2 separate regions of the Gossypium hirsutum genome follow, and region 2 is linked to region 1. Evidence: chromatin contacts called from public Hi-C data. All regions are on one chromosome and are shown on one strand. Each heading gives the region's core, a stretch centred on a gene start, on an enhancer-like site or on the middle of the called end of the contact. The rest is flanking DNA. Distances are from core to core; before and after follow the strand shown.

What was found. A called contact is a pair of places that touch in the nucleus more often than the background predicts.
Region 2: a Hi-C map of leaf shows a contact between it and region 1, with 2.6 times the contacts expected there. The contact joins the promoter of LOC107887646 here to the promoter of LOC107886405 in region 1. A contact is called at or near these places in 10 of 34 Hi-C or Micro-C datasets (anther, callus, leaf and 1 more).

Annotation. Positions count from the first base shown.
Region 1 is chrD08:57,174,088-57,181,223 of Gossypium_hirsutum_v2.1, forward strand. It overlaps LOC107886405 (NAD-capped RNA hydrolase DXO1), which reads right to left and starts at 4,287. Exons shown (of 14, transcript XM_016810356.2): 1 at 3,823-4,287; 2 at 3,091-3,323; 3 at 2,714-2,779; 4 at 2,533-2,611; 5 at 2,289-2,368; 6 at 2,173-2,196; 7 at 1,805-1,929; 8 at 1,392-1,608; 9 at 1,248-1,301; 10 at 1,022-1,068; 11 at 698-782; 12 at 411-474; 13 at 1-62. The coding sequence starts at 4,198.
Region 2 is chrD08:57,311,103-57,318,238 of Gossypium_hirsutum_v2.1, forward strand. LOC107887646 reads left to right here and starts at 3,766. Exons shown (of 3, transcript XM_016811891.1): 1 at 3,766-4,207; 2 at 4,400-4,636; 3 at 4,754-4,995. The coding sequence starts at 3,766. The coding sequence ends at 4,995. It overlaps LOC107886414 (cationic amino acid transporter 6, chloroplastic), which reads right to left. Exons shown (of 5, transcript XM_016810367.2): 4 at 7,046-7,136; 5 at 5,822-6,407. The coding sequence ends at 5,860.

The sequences.
Region 1 (7,136 bases), core at 3,037-5,536:
TTGTGCTTGTAGAAGCTCTAATCGGTTGAATGGTGGTGCGAATTGTAGTATGTAGTCCTCATCTGAATCCAACAAAAGAAAAAGAAAAAAGTACAATCACACAGTCAATATCTAAATATTAGCTCCATAGGATTTACTAAGATAAGGAACTACAAAAACCTCCATGATGCTCCAAGTTGATTTTCCTCAATCATATAAACTACTATATATTTCTACCAAAAAACAACCAAAGGGGCGAAGATGAAGCCACAGAGTAGCGAAGTTGTTGTATTGACATTGTAGACCAGAGGGGTGCTGATGACACTTGAAGTTGATTTTATTCAATCTTATAAACAATTATACATTTCTATCAAAAACAAAGAAAGGGGTTCAAGCACATGTTGAAGTGGAAATGGAAGTTAGAATCTTACTCTCTTTGACTGTTCCGTAAAGCCAGCACAGTACCTCATCAGCAAATGCCAGGCAGACTCCTCCCTAAAGATGAGTTTTAAACAAGGAAATAAGTGACTAATGGCACAATGAGTCAATGAAATTGGAAAAGGGAAGCCATAAAAAGGGAAAAAACCAGTTCAGAGTATGTATATAGCCTAAAACCTTTGTTGCACGTGAGTAGTTCTTCACTATCACTGACTTACATCTTCAGGAGTACAATTTTTTTAAATCAACTCAGTAGATTATTTGCTGTAATATATAATACCTGCCAGTAATTCTTCATTTTCACTCGATGGGTGATGTCTTTGGTTCTTAGTCTCTCAGTGCGTACAAGTCGCCCTGCATCATCCCTACATCAAAACATGTCAATGGAAAAGTTCACATTTAACTGAAAAGAGAATAAACCCTAATACCAACAGCACCGCGGAACTGAACACCACTCAGCGTTATTTTTTCTGATAAATACAGCTTAGCACACTGAAACAATTTGTTATTATTTATCTCAAATATGCCTGAGTTAAACTTATTTTATGGAACAAAGTGATTTTCTAGGCAATTGAAGTTAGTACGAAATAACAACAGAAATTACCTAAATCCAATAACAATATAAGGAACGCCTGCCAGGAATGATTGAATCTGAGACAATAAAACAACCAAGTTATTTTGTCTGCAAATAAAGGCTAATTTGAAAAGGAAGAATGCCATTTCTCCATAAATAAACCAATGGAATACGAATATCTTAAAATAAGATATATAATTTCCATACCAAACTTCAGGGTAAGAAATATTCAGGTCCATTGGATAAAAAAACATACCCAAAACTTCAGCAATTTCTCTCTTTCATATCTTTCCTCTGTATGATAATCCAACTGCAAAGGCAGAAACATTCATGAGTTACTCAAGTAAACGGTTACAATAATGAGAAGGCAGCAAGTGAAGCGTTGGGAATCACTAATTACCTCACGACTTGTTTTCAACTCCACATAAAATCTTCTTCCCTCATCTGTTGAATCACAGCAATCCATTTCAGCACCCATCAGAATACGATGAGCCCCTAATTTGGTTTTAATCACCGAACAGTATTCAACATTGGCATCAACATGATGTATCCCTTCACCATCTTCTCTTCTTGGATCTTCAGTGGCAAGGCTCTCAAAACAATACCCCCAATAACATCTAAATTAAAAACAATTCAAAAGTAAAGCACTCAGATCATTAAGTCAATGAAATAAGCAATAAAGGAAATAAGCTGGGTTGCACGCCACCTCGAAGCCTTTGATTTCTTCGTATTGCTCACCCATAGGAAATTTTATTTAAAGAAAGAAGGATAAAAGTAGGAGGGGGATGTCATAAAAGTTTGGACTTTTGGTACCTTCGACGATCCAACTCTCTTCGTGGTCTCTCAGGCAGTTTATGCATGTCAAGATAGACAACACCATTCCGCTTGTGCACTCCCATTTCCCAAGGCTCATTTCTAATATAAGCAGTAGCCAGTATCTGCATGAAAACAAGAGAGTGTCCAGTGAAATACATAAAAAAGTGGTTTATCATCCATCAAATTCATAAATGAAAACTCAGATAAATGTTGTCACACATTAGGTGAAAAAGATTAGTAGTATCAAGGATGCTCGTATACGAGTGAAAGACTGATGAACATCAGTTCTCTACCCTCGTATCATTCCAAGTTATACAAAAGAAAAGAGGATTGTGAGTGTGCATTCTTTCTAGAGAAGCAATTACCTTATTAAGATTGTTGCGAAAAGTCTGCAAAAGCATAGGGAATATGGTTAGATGATATCCTTAATAAAAACCATTAAACGTAGAATTCACAGGTAAATGAATATCATTTTCCTTACCACAAAATGAATGTTTTGAAGAGGGATATTTTTGTCTCTTATGCAACCAAGAAGGTCACCAAAACCCTCAGAACCTAATTCTGGTCCAGCAAAAATCACAGGGTAGGCTGAATTGATTAGAACTCATACACAACCCCAAAGAAAGGCATAAATAAATGTAAGAAGTGCTTGTAATATGCATATCACCACAACACAAGACAATTTCAACATGATCAATTTCCAACTGTTCATAAATAAACCATACCTTTTTTCTCAATGAAGGTATCAAAACCTTGATTGAGATCAGCTCCGATCTCTTCAGTAATAAGACGCTTAAAAAGCCTCTGATGACATAAACAATAGACAAATATACAAAATGAGCTAATGTGGAAGACACATTATAAGACCTACTGAAAAATTACCATGCTGATATCCATAAAGCTTACCAAGCTGCAGTCATCAAAGTAGACATCTCCACCTTCTACACGGCTATAACAAGCAAGTTCACATGGCTGTCAAATTTAGTTGCCGCATTTAGCAAAAGGTAGCCCAGAAAAAAAATTACCTGACAACATGTGTATGTGCATGTATATAGAAGTAAAAACTTTACATGCTTTAAAGGGTATCTAAAGGCGTAAAGTGATTCCAAACAGACACTATCATGTTGACAAGAAGATCATAAAAATTTAAATACACAAAATAAAACATATAAAAATCCTGACAACCATTTTCACTATATCTGAAAGGGAAAATGATAATTTAGTATATCAACCCATAATTAACTGATGAATCATTAAAGAAAATGGAAAAATAATTCACTCACTTCCTGAAAAGCAATGCATTTTCTAGATAACGTCTCTTCACTCTTTGAAAATTTCAGCTCAGAAACGAAACGCTCATCACGATGTCCATTAGCAAATTTGTTTCCATACCCATAACCTTGCCTAGGAGGATAACCAGGACGGCCAAGGATACCAGCTCCTCTATCACTGGGCCAACGACCCCGTCCAAAACCTCCTCTACCTGGGTTATTAGTATTACGAATAACGGGCAATACTGCAAAAGAATAGTGAGAAAGAAGATTAGTCACCATTTGAACGGGAGACAAAGAAATTCAACCAAATATCAATTCAAGTGTTTCCTGTATATTACAGGAATTGCAGGCACAGCTAGTCTAAATATTCCTGCATATCATTGTCAAAGTTTTTTCCCAAATTTCCTCAAATAAAGCAATCAAATAGCTCATGTTTTCTTCCTGTGATCTTACAATCTAAAAAACATTCAGTAAGCAGATAATAAGGAGTTCATAACATCTCCTATAGCTTATATGTTAAATTTAGCTGTTACTAGATGGCTAGCTGGCCATATAGTTAATTACTTATACATAAAGATTACTCCCTAAAACTAAAAAAATTCCCAGAATTCAAATCAAAAGTTTTATATTTTAATATATGGTAGAGAAATCTCCTAAAAAAAGGAATGGTTGCACTTCAAAATCCCCAATTAGGGGCCGAATAACTGAATCTAATAGAGAAATAATGAAATAAAGAATTACCAGGAATAGGGAAAGGGCTAGTGGCAGTGGTTTTACAGTAATCTTCGTTATCAGACCCAAAGAGATCTTTCTCCTCTTCTTCCTCTTCATACCCAAAAATACTCCTTTCAATATTGTCATTATAATCATAATTATGGGTATTAACATTGCTAACTTCTTCTCCATTTTCCTCTTCTCCTCCGCTGCTAGCGCTTCCACTGGCACTGCTGCTATCTCCGCCGTCGCTGCCGTTGGACGAAGAAGAAGCCGACGACGACGATGAAGCGGAGGATGATGATGAAGATGAATGAGATGAAGAGGATTCACGGGAATCATCGCGATTGTCGTTGTTATGGTCATCTCCAAAGAGGTCCACATCTTGCTCCGAGAAATCCATATCGGAGATTATATGCTTTTAGTTTTGTCTTTCGGTCTCTCTCTCTCAGAACAAAAGGAGCAAAGCGAATTTCTGCGTTTGAGGTTTTGGTCCCTTTTTTAATATATATATTTTAACAGTTCCTTTTCATGTCGACTCGGTGTAAAAACTCAAGCGAGTTGACTCAGTCTATTACAGTACTACATTTTTATTGGGCTTTTATGAAGCAATTTTGGACGGGATTGGGCCATCTTGAATTAAATGAAAACTTAAATTACTATTTACTGTCCGGTTTGCTTTTGTAGCCTACATTTGGCACACATCTCTCCCCACGTCTATGTAAAACCTTCAATTTGAGCTACGGATTTACTGCCACCTACACCATGTTTTTTACTATTTTTGGTAAAAAAAAAACACCTTAGGTGACTTATGATAATAAAAAAAATATTAATTATACCTATATGTATTTATGTTTCATGTTTGTATTTTAGAATATTATAACTTTCCCCCTCAAGTTGAGAGGTGATATAAATTTTTAACCCCCCAAGAACATCAAATACTCATGTTGCTTGATTCCAAGTGCTTTAGTCATCAAATCTACAAATTGTTCAGTTGTCCTAATGTGTTGCATTTGAATCAACCCTTCTCGAATATTGTTTCACACAAAACGATAACCAATCTCTATATGCTTGGTGCGTTCATGAAATACAAGGTTTGCTGCGATTTGAAGTGTTGCCTGACTATCTAAAAAAATTAAAGACATATCAAACCTATTAAGGCATATTTCTTTCAACAAAGCATCCAACCAAACAACCTCTGCTACTACTACTACCATACTCTTGCATTCAACTTTTACTAATGAATAAGACAGTGTTTTGCTTCTTTGACTTCCATGAAATGAAGGAGTCTCCAAGCTTACACAAAAACCAATAGTTGACCTTCTAGATATAAGACATGAAGCCCAATCCGAATCACAAAATGCAACAAGCTGTGGATTATTAGATGCAGCCAACAAGATACCTTGACCTGGATTCCTTTTTATATTTCGAACTACTCAAAAAGCAACCTCTAAATGAGACTTCTTTGGTTTGTGCATAAATTGACTTAAGTGTTGAACTGCAAAAGATCTGTCCGGTCGTGTATTGGTCAAATATAACAACTTGCCCAAAAGTCGCTGGTATACTGCAACATCAGGAATAAATTTATCACCATCAGCTGTCGGTTTTACAGGCTCATCATTCTTAATTGAAGTGAGTTTTTGATTCTGTTCAAGAGGTGTACCAGCGTTTCAATAAGTTTTAGATTCCACTGTCTATAAGCTTGCTTCAAACCATACAACTACTTGTGCAAACAACACACCTTGTGCTCCCCCTATTTGTGAAAACCTTCTGGAATGTCCATATAAACCGCCTCATGCAAACCGTCTCATGCAGATCACCTTGCAAGAAGACATTGTAAACATCTCCATTTGAAAAAGAGGTCATCCACTCATAGTAGCCATAATAATGACAGTCCTAATAATAACACGTTAAACCATAGGAGAAAAAGTTTCCTGAAAAATAACCCCAGCTTGCTGGTTGTACCCTTTTCCCACCACCTGGGATTTAAATCGTTCAATGGAACCATCATAATTATATTTGACTTTAAATCGTTCAATGTATAATTTTTATGCATTAGGAAGAAAAATTATCATCTTTCTTATGTTTTTTCTTCTCATTTTTCTTTTTTACCAAGCACATTCAAAATTCATCTTCTTTTTACTTTTCTAATCTCTCCTCTCATCTTTCCACTTTTTCATTCAACCAAGCACACCCTTTAAATTTCATTTTATCCATGGCGAAAAGAAATTTTTAGAAAATATTCTATTTGAATGGAATTTGAGTTGTTTGGAACATACTGCCTATCCAACTTTTAACTAGACTTCAAGTCTCGAGTGAGAAAAAAATACTTTAATGAAAAATCATTATTTACATTTTGGCTTTTTCATAAAACTTTTAGTTTATGTTTTCTTTTAATTTAATTTACGTAATAATTAAAAATAATACATAATGAATTATTTAATCTTTTTTATATAAATAATATACATAATATATAAAAGCACGAGTTTGAAAAAAATGAATTGATGAGAGTACTCTTTATTTTTCATCATATTACTAAATTCATAATTAAAATTTATTATTATATTTAATTTATAATTATTATTAAAAATTAAAGTAAAATAAATTTTGTGATAATTATACATTTAAAATAATTATAATGTAATAAAAGTTGTGATAATTACACATTTAAAAATAATTAAAATTTAAACTACAATTATTAATTTAAAAAATGTGTTAATTTAAAAATAGAGTTATTACTTTAATATAACTCTAAGCATAAAATAAAGGGAAAAATTGTGATAATTATAATTATTTTTAAAAAGTTGTGCTAATTTTATTGATATAAAATAAGGCTATTATTTAATAAAATTCTAAGCATATTAATTATCACTTAATTAATATTAGAGTTAATTATGTTAATTAGTTATTATTTTGAATAATATTACTTTGCATTAATTACCTAAAGTAAAACTATATTGTATGTAGATCATGTTAAAAATATTTTAATTATTATTTGAAAATTTTCTATTATAATATTTTAATTCATAATGTAACAGGCCCAATTTACCTGGGCCCAATTCAACAAATACAAATAAAATAAAAGAAATAAAAATAAATTAAAAGTCCAATAAAGGTCCATTTACACAACCCAAAAATCAAACCCATTACATCAAACCCAATCCTAGGCCCAAATTAAACCCTAGCCCATAACATAAACAAAAAAATAGAATCAGAAAAACCCTAGGCAGAAAAGCCCCAGCCGCTGCACGACTATGAACCAACCTTCCTCGCGCGTGTTGCGCCTCCACGCCACGCGCCTCTAGTTGGCTGTACCAGCAAAACAAATGAATCCAACAAGC
Region 2 (7,136 bases), core at 2,516-5,015, 140 kb after region 1:
GACATACGCCCGTGTGGTCAGACTGCGTGGGCATTCGAAATAAGGACACATGACCGTATCCCAGCCTATGTCTGTACCCGTGTAACTCATTGACTTGGGTCACACGGCCAAACCGCACGCCCGTGCGCTAGGCCATGTGGACAAAAATAGACCATTTTTCAGGCCATATTTCTCACCTAAAATGGTACCAACCTAAACACAATAATTTGCATATAAACAAGACATAATTAGACATTCAAAACCAACCAATATCAAGCTCATAACATGTTATAATACCACATACAACCATGATACTTATAGGCACCTCAACTGACCACTTAATTACATGCCAAATATGTCTCCAAAATCTACCTAAATGGTCAAACACATATATGCATCTTTGTGCCTAAAACTTAACATGTATGCCACTTATCAATCTCATCTATTTGCTACCAAAACTACCAATTCACAACCAAGACATTCTCATGGCAACCATATACCACATACAATAAGGCTATTTACCTATTTACATAACAAAAGGTATGTCCACAATACAAGCCAATTAAAATGGCTAAAATACAACAAAACATATAGGCTACCATGAGCCAAAATGACCTATACATGCCTTTTAACCAAAATATATTGTCAAATGTACCAAAATAAGCGTTTGATAGTGTAATGCAATCTCCGACAACTTCCAATCCGAACGAACTTCCAAACCACTATAAAACATGGAAAATAAAATAGAGTAAGCAATTAAGCTTAGTAAGTTCGTATAACTAAAAATACAACTTACCGTTCAACCATAATTTAGGTAAGTAAAATTAAGGTATAAAACAACTCCATTTTGGCCCAAAAGCCTAATACATAATCATCAACCATGTTAGCCATATATTCATATGTCAAATATATATCACTTCTCGTATTTCACATAAATGTCTGTACTAGTTCATATAGAACTCATATAATCCTTGTAACAACACTATGCCCGTTGAACCATTTGGAATACTATCGGATACACGGGTATCTCACACACTATGTGCCAACACATGGTCAAAACCACTACGATCTCATATCTTATATCAATGCTCTCCATCGAGCCATAACTGGGTCTGTTCACACAAGCTGCCAGTCAAGACGTAGCTACATAGTGTTGTTTAGACATGCTGTAAAGCAACCGCAACACATGCCAAAAAATCAGCCATCGGTAGGACGTACGAGACCAGCACCAAAAACACGGTAACCCCTAATGACATGTCATTTGTATCCTATCTATTCCTAAGGTTCAACCGGGATCCATAAGTCGCTGAAACTTCGTCGAGTATTTTTGTGGAGTCGTATCATTAAGAATGAAATAATAAAGCATTTAAAACACATATAATTTAATGCTTATTAAACATACGAACTTACCTCGAATTTATATGAAAAAATTCGATTGATTACTCCAAATGAAAAAATTCGATTGATTACTCCAACACTTTATCTTTTCCCCGATATAATTCCATACGTTGCTTTTCTTGATATATATAATCAAATTTAACTAATTTAAACCACATTCTATTCAATTCAATCCAAAATCATGTTATGGCAAACTTTCCATTTTGCCCCTATACTTTTGACTTCTTTACAAATTTGTCCCTAGGCTTGTAAAATGAAATTCATGCAATTTCACCCCTAAACAAGCCTAGCAAAATTTATTATATGTTTATAGCAGCCTAGAAATTTCACAATTTCACACATTTACCACAAAATTTTTACATTTCTCAATTTAATCTCTAATTAACAATTTTATTAAAAATCACTTAACAAAAGTTGTTTAACTCCCAACAAAAATTCATTTTCTTCCATTAAACTTCACAAACAACTAAAATGCTCTCATGTTAAAACCCTAAACTTCCAACCAGTTTGCAAATTATTCCCTTAGTTAGCTAGATTAAGCTACAACTATCCCGAAAACATAAAAATCATTAGAAACGGGATAAGTTTTCACTTACATACAAAGGATTTACTTAGGCAAAATTTTCAAGCTTCCATGGCTCTTCCTTGCTGAAAATTTTTGGTTCATGCATGTACAAAAAAGATGATAGTTTTGTCTTTTATTTTATTTTTATCTTTAATTACTTAATTACTAAATTACCCTTACTTAACTTTAAAAATTACCATATAAGGACCTCCACTTTAAATTTCTACAGCTATTTAATACCTTTAGCTAGTAGAACACAACTTTTGCACTTTACGCGATTTAGTCCTTTTCATCAAATTGAACATGTAAACGTTAAAATTTCTTAACGAATTTTTTGACTTCAGATTTGTTGTCCCGAAACCACTATTCTGATTTTACTAAAAACGAGCTGTTACAGTCACCCATGATGGAAACTCAACTCAATGCTTGGTATAACATTAAGTCTTGAGTTCAATGATACCAAGTACATCATTAGTGTGTGACTGCTAGCACTATATAATATATAATATACCATCCTAAGGGAAAAAATGCTAGGTACCCGTAATGATAAGGGAATGATGAATATTATACTCTTAATAGAATCATAACATAAATATGGTAAAGTGTTATAATTACGAGAACACTCTTGATGAAATCTACCTATGTGAGTAGAAGTGTGGCTGCTTCTAAGAGCTCAAGGGCTTGGTTCTGAAAATACTCATGAAAAGAGGTTATAGACATATGACCATAATAGTATCCCTAGAAATTGTGCATTGATTGATGTTGAAATCATTGTGTAAGATGTGTTCGGTTAATCAAATGGAATAGCTGGTTCAAAGTATGGTCTACCATTCAATTTCGGTTAACTCTAACATGTTTTCACTAAGTGAAGGTTCAATCGTAAGACACCTTCATTTATGCAATTGATTTCCAAGGTTATCAAAATCTATAATATTTTGAAAATGGGGGAAGGGAGATTATCGGAACATTTTCAATATATATATAGTCTTCCAATAGTTGCAAATAAAAAGTTATAAGAAACCAAAAGTTAAGTCACGTCAATATTAACAAATAGTCATAATTATTCAAGTAGACATCTATTAAATAATTATATTTATTGCTAAAAATATAACTATCCATTTGGATAGTTATGTCCCTATAAAAAAACATTAGACCTCCTATAAATAGGAAAAAAATTTCATTTGTATGACATACCAGAAAACACATCAAAAATTTATTTCTATTCTCTTACCATCTTTTATATTCCTAGATTGATCAATAAAGAATTACTACAAAAATTATTTATAGAAATTAATAACCTTGTTATACTTTGCTCAATACTTAGTGGACTATTTTCGCCATTGCAAAATATAAACAATTATTAGGCTTTATTATATTCTCGAGTTTCATTTATTACCAACTCTTTTGCACACTATAATATAATATAGGTGTGGAATAAAACTTAAAAAAAACATTAATACACACGTTAAAACCTTTATTAATTTTTCATAAATTCATTTTTATCTCCGCTCACCAACGCAACAAACCCTTTCACTATCCACCAATAGCAATAGATTAGATGACGCTGAGATAGACAAACAAAGAGAGGCAGAGTGGGCTCAGGCTCAGCCACTTAGATTAGTTGGCCGTTAACTAGTTTGGTACCGCTAAAAAGCTCCTTGCGTGTTTCTCCACCGCTTCCCTCTGGCACGTTAGACTCATCACCCAACCGCCTTCACTACCTCTCTTCCCTCCTAAAACAAACAAATGCTCTCTTCTTTCCCAACTTACGCTTTCATTTTCTTTCCCTTTATCCTACATCCATCCCCAACTTATCTACCCGTATGGCAACCCCGCAGTCCTACTCCGCTACCGCCACACAGCGCGTTGCTCCGCCCTGCTGGAGCAAGGAGGAAACCCTGGTGTTGATTGAGGCTTACAAGGAAAAATGGTTCGTTCTTCGATGCCAGAACCTCAAGGCATCCGACTGGGGAGCCGTGTCTTCCGCTGTATCTTTCGCTTCTGGTCCTGAAACCATGAAATCGTCCGTTCAATGCCGTCATAAGATCGAACAGCTGAGGCAGCGGTTCCGTGCGGAAAAGCAACGGAGCCTTAAAAACCGAGGCAAGTTCTCTTCTTCGTGGGACTTGTTTCCTCTGCTTGATTCTATGAATTTCGTACCTGTGTCGGTCAACGGATCTGCTGATCAAGAAAATCTTTATTATAATAAAGATGGCGGGTTTTGCTGGAAATTGAAGAATCATGAAAAGATTTATGGGAATCTGGGTCTGATCTAGGTTTTGATCATTGTTTAAGTGGTGGGTATGGTTCAATCTTGTATTTTGATCACAAAATTGGAGGTGGGTATGGGGTGAAGTTGCAGGATAACGGGGATTCTGTGACTGAAGGAATTAAAAAATTTAAGATTAATGGTGGAACTAGAGATGGTTATGATTCTATGACTGATTTTCATCATAGTTTTAGTCAAGGTATTGATAGTGTTGGACTTGGGAAGGCTCCTCTCAAGACCTCAGGTAGGAGTGGCAAATGCAGCACTCAGTAATGAGGATGTCCCAAAGACCTCAGGTGATAAGAGTTGTATGAACCTAGGGTTCAAGCCAAAGAATCATGGTAGCTCTAATCTCAATTATGATTACGATAACGATTTGCAAGAGTACGTAGACGAGGGAATGGGGTTTCAAGCAAAAGTTTCAGGTGCTTGGGATTCAGTCCCTCGAGGTTTTCATCAGAAGAAATGTGGTGTAGTTAATAGGTGATTTAATCCTGGTGTTGATGACTATAGGGGTTTGAATGGATTTGCTTCTTGTTCAGGGCCAGAACTCGGAGTGAAGAATGGTAATGGTGGAGTCAAGAGGGGCATGGATCCAGTGGAGGAGATGGTTTCCTCAATTAAGTTGTTGGCTGAAGGGTTTGTGAGGATGGAGAAGATGAAGATAGAGATGGTGAAGGATGTCGAGAAGACGAGAATGAAGATGGAAATGAAGCATAATGAGATGATACTTGAGTCACGACAAAAGATCATGGATGTGTTTGCCAAGGCATTGTTGGAATAGACGAATAGGAAAAAAAGAAGAAATAACTTCCACGGTATTGCCTAATGTAAATGAATGAGGTTGAAGAACGGCGAGGAGATGATATGATAAGAGACCAAAAAGAATATTTGAGATAATATAGTTTACATTATCTCTTTTATTCAATGAAATTGAGATGCCTCTGTATTTTTATTCATTTTAGAAAGCTGCACCCCAAGGTTTATTTCATGATGGTTTGACTTTGAGCATTGATGAAAACTTCAGCTTGTGTTCATCCATTGAATCATGCATGAATGAGAATTTGATTTAAAGTAAGACAGAGAGTTTTCATTTGGTTTCTGGTTTTCAGTACTTTGAAAGTTTTGGGGACCTATCCTATGAAGGGATTCATAGAAGTAATAATAGATGCAAGGATGGCATGATGACCTGACGGTAAAATCAGCTTTCCATTCTCGATGCCAATGAGCGTAAGTTATTGATGTGATTTGGGCCACTAAAGAAAAGAAAAAAGAAAAGGTATGAGAAAACACCCAAAAGTCCAAAAAGTTTGGGCCACTAAGGTCTGGACGAAAAGACTAGTTGCTTTCACCAATCAAAGTGGGCAAAACGTACCATAGAAAAAGTTGTATTTTATATCAGATCCCACCAAATGTAACATCGAATAATCAGAACCTTGAATCATATGAACGGATTAAAACCCACTGCAACAATGCTTAATTTAATGTTATATGACAGACTGCCGTTTGGTTAGTTGATTTAGATGTAACATTCTTTGAATTTGGACTTAGCTTGACTATGGAATTGTTAAATGATTAATTGATAGAAAATACAGGAATCCAATGAGAGGGAGCTTGAATTTCTTGTTTCGATTATGAACTTAAATTGTTAAACATCTAGCTTAGTTAGTTGGATGGATGAGTTGGGCACTTCATTAATGGCCAACTCCTTCTCCATCTCTTCTGCTTCAAAAGTTGAGTGAACTCCATACAACAAATAGAACACAGTTATCAAACATGCCCATACACTAAACCTTTGGAAAGACAGCATACTCAGTGTTGTCATCAGGAAGACATTGAGGAAAATAGATATGGCTGCCGGCCAAGGCATGAAGGGGATCGACCACTCACTAGGCTGACGGATGCAAGGGACCATGTACTGGAAGAAGGCTGTCATTGTGACCATGAGCCCACCAAATAGAGGCAAACCCCACCATTGCTGTTTCAGTTTCCATGATATTGAGAACCCTATGGCGCTTGATGTGAGGAGGAAGAGGAAAGACAGTGTTCGGAGAGGTGGGTTTTGGCTTTTGATCACATATTTCCGATAGATCGTAGCGTTGGCGACGAGGTAGAACACCAACAGTGTGCCAATCGAGATCATTTCAAGCACTATGTCCAAGTCTGTGAATAGTGCTATTGATGCTGTGCAAAGCCCTACATTATTGGAGATGGATCAATTTCTTTTTCTCTTTTCTTCTCAATTAACTAGGAAAGTTTTGAATTATTTTATTATTGCAAATGGCTTCATTAATTTGAGGAAGGGATAAGAAAATCAAACTCTTAAATCATACATGATAGAAGTATGATTTTTATTAGTTTTTTTTCGCTATATGTGCATCAGTATTTAAGCTGAAACCTAAGACATTGCATCTTCCCCTACATGAAATATGGAAATGCATGCTTCCCCTTGATCATGAATTCATCATGATATTTAGGGAGATATCTCACAACAACCGATTAACATATGTTTCTTTTTAAAAATGCAAAGTACGAAACTTTTTTTTGTTTAATGTTAATGTGTATTTTCTCTTTTATGCAAGTTTTGATATTTTTCAAATAAAAACAAGTGTTATAGTTGAAAAGTGATAGAAAAGAGATGAAACTAATCAAGATATTTTAGTGGTTAAATTTTGGGTATCACCTAACAACTCTCAACAAATCTCACACCAACCCTTCCTTTAAGAAAAAGAAAAAAAAAAAAAAGGTAAGCACTTCCCATTAATGCTGTCATTCCTATGTCATGTAATCTTTGTGAAGTGTGAGTTCTAAGCTGGGGGAAAAAATTCACGTACCCAAAAAGAGAGTGGCATTCAAAGGGGTGCCTGTTGAAGGATGCACATTAGATAGCCAAGAAGGCACTAGCCTCGCCCTTCCTATAACACA